Regions from separate parts of the Macaca mulatta genome. Here region 1 is linked to region 2. The links are chromatin contacts, called in public Hi-C maps. All regions are on one chromosome and are shown on one strand. The core of a region is the stretch at or near the end of the contact, and the rest is flanking DNA. Distances in the headings are between cores, read along the strand shown. Region 1 has its middle 32 kb from the start of KCTD7. Region 2 holds the start of RABGEF1 (RAB guanine nucleotide exchange factor 1).

Evidence for each region. Hi-C and Micro-C count contacts between places; a contact is called where the count stands out from the background.
Region 1: a Hi-C map of fetal cortical plate shows a contact between it and region 2, with 3 times the contacts expected there. The contact joins the enhancer-like site here to the promoter of RABGEF1 in region 2. A contact is called at or near these places in 5 of 14 Hi-C or Micro-C datasets (CD4 T cells, fetal cortical plate, fibroblasts and 2 more).

The regions. Positions count from the first base shown.
Region 1 is chr3:58,497,215-58,499,990 of T2T-MMU8v2.0, reverse strand. It overlaps the pseudogene LOC698613. Among named protein-coding and RNA genes, the nearest start is that of KCTD7, 32 kb to the right of the region's middle. Within about 2 kb of position 1,335, at least 2 of the 40 cell types and tissues checked have an H3K27ac peak or open chromatin away from gene starts, as enhancers often do.
Region 2 is chr3:58,411,790-58,414,902 of T2T-MMU8v2.0, reverse strand. It overlaps RABGEF1 (RAB guanine nucleotide exchange factor 1), which reads left to right and starts at 1,456. Exons shown (of 8, transcript XM_077996649.1): 1 at 1,456-1,554.

The DNA of each region.
Region 1 (2,776 bases), core at 86-2,585, 85 kb before region 2:
ATGCTAACCAACTTTACAAGGGAAAATAAACATCTATGGGATGGGTAAACAAACTGGGGCATGACCACACTAAAAAGGACACACTATTAACACATGCAAAAACCTGGAGGCTCAAGAGCAACATGTTGACTTTTTTAAAAAGTGTATCTTAAAAGGTCACATACTCTAGGATTTATACAACCTTTCCAAATGACAAAGCTACAGATATGGAGAACAAATTAGTGCTTTTTCCAGGTTAAGAGTGGTGAAGGCAAGGGAGAGGAGGGGAAGGAAAATGGTATAAACAGTTAACCCAGCAGGCTTGCGTTGCTCAAATGATGCACATTCTCAGACGGGCCTGCTTGGTCAGCTGGGTTAGACTGGCCCTTGGTCAGCTTCTAGAAACTGAGGTCTTGTACTAGCCCTATGCCCTAAGTGATACGGATATTTTGTATGGTTACGGTACTGAACCACACTGTTCCAGCTTGTCTAGATATTTTGTGCAAATTGTATGATTTATGGTAAACACCTGCTTTCCTTTTGGAGTTGCTCTAACAGTGGTCAGTCCCAAAGGGACTATATGCCTATGTGATATGGTTTGGATCTGTGTCCCCACCCAAATGTCATGTTGAATTGTAATCCCCAGTGTTGGAAGTGGGGCCTGTGAAAGGTGATCTGATCATGGGGCAGTTACTCATGAATGGTTTCGCACCACCCCCTGTGGTTCTGTGCTTGTGAGATCTGGTTGTTTAAAAGTGTGTAGCACCTTCTCTCTTGCTCCTGCTCCCACCAGGGGAGACACTTTGCTCCCTCTTTGCTTTCCACTGTGATTGGAAGCTTCCTGAGGCCTCCCTAGAAGCAGAAGCTGCAATGCTTCCCGTATAGCCTGTAGAACTGTGAGCTAATCAAACCTCCTTTCTTTATAAATGACTCAGTGTCAGGTATTTCTTTATAGCAATGTGAGAATGAACGAACGAATACACTATGTGACCAGCCTCCAGTAAAAGCCCTGGATTCTGAGGCGTACCTGAGCTTTCACAATAAAAAACACTTCACACGTGTTGCTAGAGTTTACGGCTGGGGAAGTAAGCACATCCTGGGCAACTCTGCTGGGAGAAGACTCTTCGAATCTTAACAGTGCTGGTGTCCTGTAGAATCTGCTCAATGCACAACTACCCTTTATTAATCCTGCTTTGTATCCCGTCACTGCAACAAACCATAGCAAGGAGTAAGTATGACCTGTGAGAGCCCCAAGCGAATTACGAAACCTGGGGGCAGCCCTGGGGACTGCTGACACAGGATGTGACTAAAAAGGCAGGAGGGAAGTCTTTGGGGTAATGGAATAGTTCTGTATCTTGACTATGGCGGTGGCTACAGGAATCTACGTATGAGATAAAATGTGCATGACACTATACACATACGTTGCACAAATATCAATTTCCAGGTTTCGACATTATATTACAGTTATGTAAGATATAACCATTAAGCAAACTAGAAGAGTACACAGGACCTGTCTGTACTATCTTTACGGCTTCCTATAGATTTAAAGTTATTAAGTATTCCAAATTTTAAAGTTTTGTTAAAAATCACACATGAGGCCAGGCGTGGTGGCTCACGCCTGTAATCTCAGCACTTTGAGAGGCCGAGGTGGGTGGATCAAGAGGTCAGGAAATCAAGACCTTCCTGGCTAGCACGGTGAAACCCCGTCTCTACTAAAAATACAAAAAAAAATTAGCTGGGCATGGTGGCAGGTGCCTGTAGTCCCAGCTACTAGGCAGGCTGAGGCAGGAGAATGGCATGAACCCAGGAGGCGGAGCTTGCAGTCAGCAGAGATTGCACCACTGCACTTCAGTCTGGGCAACAGAGCGAGGCTCCCTCTCAAGAAAAAAAAAAATCACACGTGAACGTTTTTTAATAAAAATAAACACCTATCATGGGACCAATGTGTATCAGTTAAACACACCACTCATTCTGCTGCTTCTAGGTATAAAAAGAGAGCAAGGGTACCACCAAAAGAGAGTGCCATCATTTGAAAGGCTATGTAGTGGTGGTGACAGTGTCTGTTATGGTAGAAGGCAGGAGAGTTGGCACACCCAGATCGGACATCAGAGCTACAGACGGCATAGCCTGTAAACGCAGGAAGAAACGTGGGGGATCAACTGCGTGAAACTCAACTCTTTCTCTCCTGGGCAGACAGACCTGTCCCTAGACAGGTAACCACCACCAGCACCGGTTACAGGAGGGAGCTCTGAGGGGCCACACGCTCCTGTGGGAGCACTGCATTCCAATAAAGAGGAGCTTGATTGAGCAACCTGGACATAAAGAATGCACAATTCAGCCGGGCGCGGTGGCTCAAGCCTGTAATCCCAGCACTTTGGGAGGCCGAGGCGGGCGGATCACAAGGTCAGGAGATCGAGACCACGGTGAAACCCCGTCTCTACTAAAAATACAAAAAATTAGCCGGGCGCGGTTGTGGGCGCCTGTAGTCCCAGCTACTCGGGAGGCTGAGGCAGGAGAATGGCGTGAACCCGGGAGGCGGAGCTTGCAGTGAGCCGAGATCGTGCCACTGCACTCCAGCCTGGGCTGGGCGACAGAGCGAGACTCCGTCTCAAAAAAAAAAAAAAAAAAAAAAAAGAATGCACAATTCAATTGGTCCCACTGATGTCAGACAAGACAGAGTAAAAATGATCTCTGCTGCTGGGACAGTTAGGATTCTACAAATCGTGCCCCAGGGCTAGGATTTATTCCGGGTCCAGGTACCCTAAAAAGGACAGAGAGGTACAAAGCTTACTTACAA
Region 2 (3,113 bases), core at 207-2,706:
ATCAATTAATCCCCACTTTAACAATAACGAATAATGACTAGAAATTCGGGCCGGGCGCGGTGGCTCATGCCTGTAATCCCAGCACTTTTGGAGACAAAGGCTGGTGGATCACTTGTGGTCAGGAGTTCAAGACTAGCCTGGTCAATATGGTGAAACCCTGTCTCTAGTAAAAATACAAACATTAGCAGGGCGCGGTGGCTCACGCCTGTAATCCTAGCACTTTGGGAGGCCAAGGTGGGCAGATCACTTGAGGTCAGGATTCAAAACCAGCCTGGCCAACATGGTGCAACCCTGTATCAACTAAAAATACAAAAAAAAAAAAAAAAAGAACTGGGCGTGGTGACAGGTGCCTGTAATTCCAGCTACTCAGGAGTCTGAGGTGAGAAAATCGCTTGAACCCAGGAGGCGGAGGTTGCAGTGAGCTGAGCTCCCACGACTGAACTCCAGTTCAGAGTGAGACTCTCAAAAAAAAAAAAAAAAAAAAAAAAGACGGAAAAATTAGGCAACCTGTCCAAGAACACCGCAGCGACAATTAGCAAAGCTGGGATTTCAACCCAGGTCTATCTCACAGCCACAGCACAGTATTTTCTTTTTTTTCTTGCTGTGACTGCACGTTACGCCATTGATGGCATCCAGGACGCACAGCAATTAGTATTTACTGTTTTAACATTCCTTACATGGGAATCACGTAAAGAATCACGTAAACAGGATTCAATTTGTGACTCAACCATTAATACTTTGTGACACTGGCTAATTTATTTCACTTCTGGGTGTCGAGTATGTTGTTTTTGAGACAGGATCTCGCTCTGCTGTCACCTGGCCTGGAGTTCAGAGATGGCATCTCTGCACCCTCAACTTCCTGGGCTATCAAACGATCCTCCCACCTCAGCCTCCCCAGTAGTTGGGACCACAGGTGCCCGCCATCATGCCCGGCTGATTTGTAAAATTTCTTTTGTAGAGACGAGGATCTTGCTCTGTGGCCCTGGTCTCAAGCGATCCTCCTGCCTGGGCCTCCTAAAGATTCAGCTGCTTTTGAATCAACCGATCGCCTTAAGACCTTTTAACTCGAACACCTGTCACATCCTAGGATCCGCGAAGGGCTGAAACTCATAGTTTTTGAAGCGTCCCTCGGCGCAGTGGCTCCGCTCCACCTGCCATTCGCGCTACCACCGCGGCCGCAGCGTCGCCCTCCGGCTGCTGCGCGTCGGAAGCCGGAAGCAGGGACTGAGCCACAGATTAGGAAACGCCGGTTTCTCCAGGGCTCCTCAGCGCCCCAGCTTTAGCCCGGAGGCCGCCCTCTTCCATTTGCTCTTCGGCGTCAGGGCGTTACCCCACTTCGCTCGACGCTTTGGATCCACTCGCACTTCCTCCCGTCAAGAACCAAAGGCCCCGGAAGTGACGTTTACGCGCCGTGCGTGACGTGCGCTCGCTGGCGGTGCCGGGGGCGGGGCGAGGAGGAGGGTGGGTGTGAGGCGGGAGCGAACCTGGGAGCCCCGACTTACCCGAGCGAAGCGGGAGAGCGGCGGTTTGGACGCCGGCGGAGACGCGGGCGAGGTACGGAGCGGACGGACTGGAGCTAAAAGCTGCCCAGCTCTCAGCTACGGGAGCGGGGCTGCGGGGCGTCTCGGGCTGGGGGCGGCGGGGCGATCGGTCCGTGCCGTCCGCGGGGCCGGGGCAGTTGCGCGTCGGTGCCTCCCGCTGTCCTTAGTCCCACATTCCGTCCCCCGTCACTGCCGCCTTCCCCGTTCCAGGCCGCCCTCTGCTCCCTTAATCCTCACAGTGCGCGGCCTCTACGTCCCAGGCGCTCGTTGCCGGAATCTCCAGCGCCGGCCGAGCCCCGACGGCCTGACGCGGAGCATTTCCTGGCCACCTCCCTCTCCGGCGGCTCCCCTCGGCCTGGCTCCCACCTTCCGTCCAGGCCGCTAGCTCCGAAGCAACGTCTGTGGTCGCGCGGGGCCCCTCCCACGACCTCCCCGGAACGCGCCGGTATGGGACACTCGGACCCAGACCACAGCCCCCGGCTGCGGCAGGGGCGCTGGTACTTGATCCGGCGTCACCGTGGGGGGACAGAAGCGTCCCGGAATTGGGAGGGGATTTGAAGCCTGTGGTGTTGACTTCCACCCCGTGGCTGAGGGCGAGGCTGCGGGGCTGGGGTTAGGAGCAGAAGTCCCTACTTCCGAACCGTCTGGGAGGAGAGCCGAGGGATGCCCATCACGGAAGTTTAGGGAGAGAGAGGGAGGTACTCTGCCGCTTTGGAGGCTAGGTCATAGGCAGCTGGCGGTGTCTCAGCGCGGGTGACCAATCCTTGTGGTTGGGAAATGTGTCGTGGGCGCCCGTGGGCTCGTTTTGCCTTTGAGATTAGATAGGAAATTTTCCCAGGACGAGTTCACAGGAGCACCTTGGGAGTTGGTTTTTGGCTTGGAGAGCTACTTTCCCCCCTCTAAACCTAAAACTGCTTTGTTTTTCTTTATTATTTTTTCCGAGGTAGGATCTCACAGTGTTGCCCAGGCTGGTGGCAAACTCCTGGTCTTAAGCGATCCTCCCGCCTCGGCCTCCCAGAGTACTGGCATTATAGGCGTGAGCCAGACTCTTTAACTGCTGTTAAAGAGTCTGTTCTGGCCGGGCGCGGTGGGTCACTTCTGTAATCCCAGCACTTTGAAAGGCCGAGGCGGGCGGATCATGAGGTCAGGAGATCGAGACTATCCTGCCTCACACGGTAAAACCCCGTCTCTACTAAAAATACAAAAAAAAAAAAAAAAAAAAATTAGCCAGGCGTGGTGGCGGGCACCTGTAGTCCCAGCTGCTCGGGAGGCTGAGGCAGGAGAATGGCATGAACCCGGGAGGCGGAGGTTGTAGTGAGCTGAGATCGCGCCACTGCACTCCAGCCTAGGCGACAGAGCCAGACTCCATCTCAGAAAAAAAAAAAAAGTCTGTTCCTTAAAATTGTTGTACCAAGATACTTGCCAGAGATGCAAGAAAATGTGATTATATTATTAATATTTAATGATAAATAACATTTTGCTTTTAAGAGTTACTGATTCATATCCGCAGGATTAAGAAATGTTCAGGATTTGAATTTTTAATGACCTTCTAAGCAGTCATGTTTCTGCTGT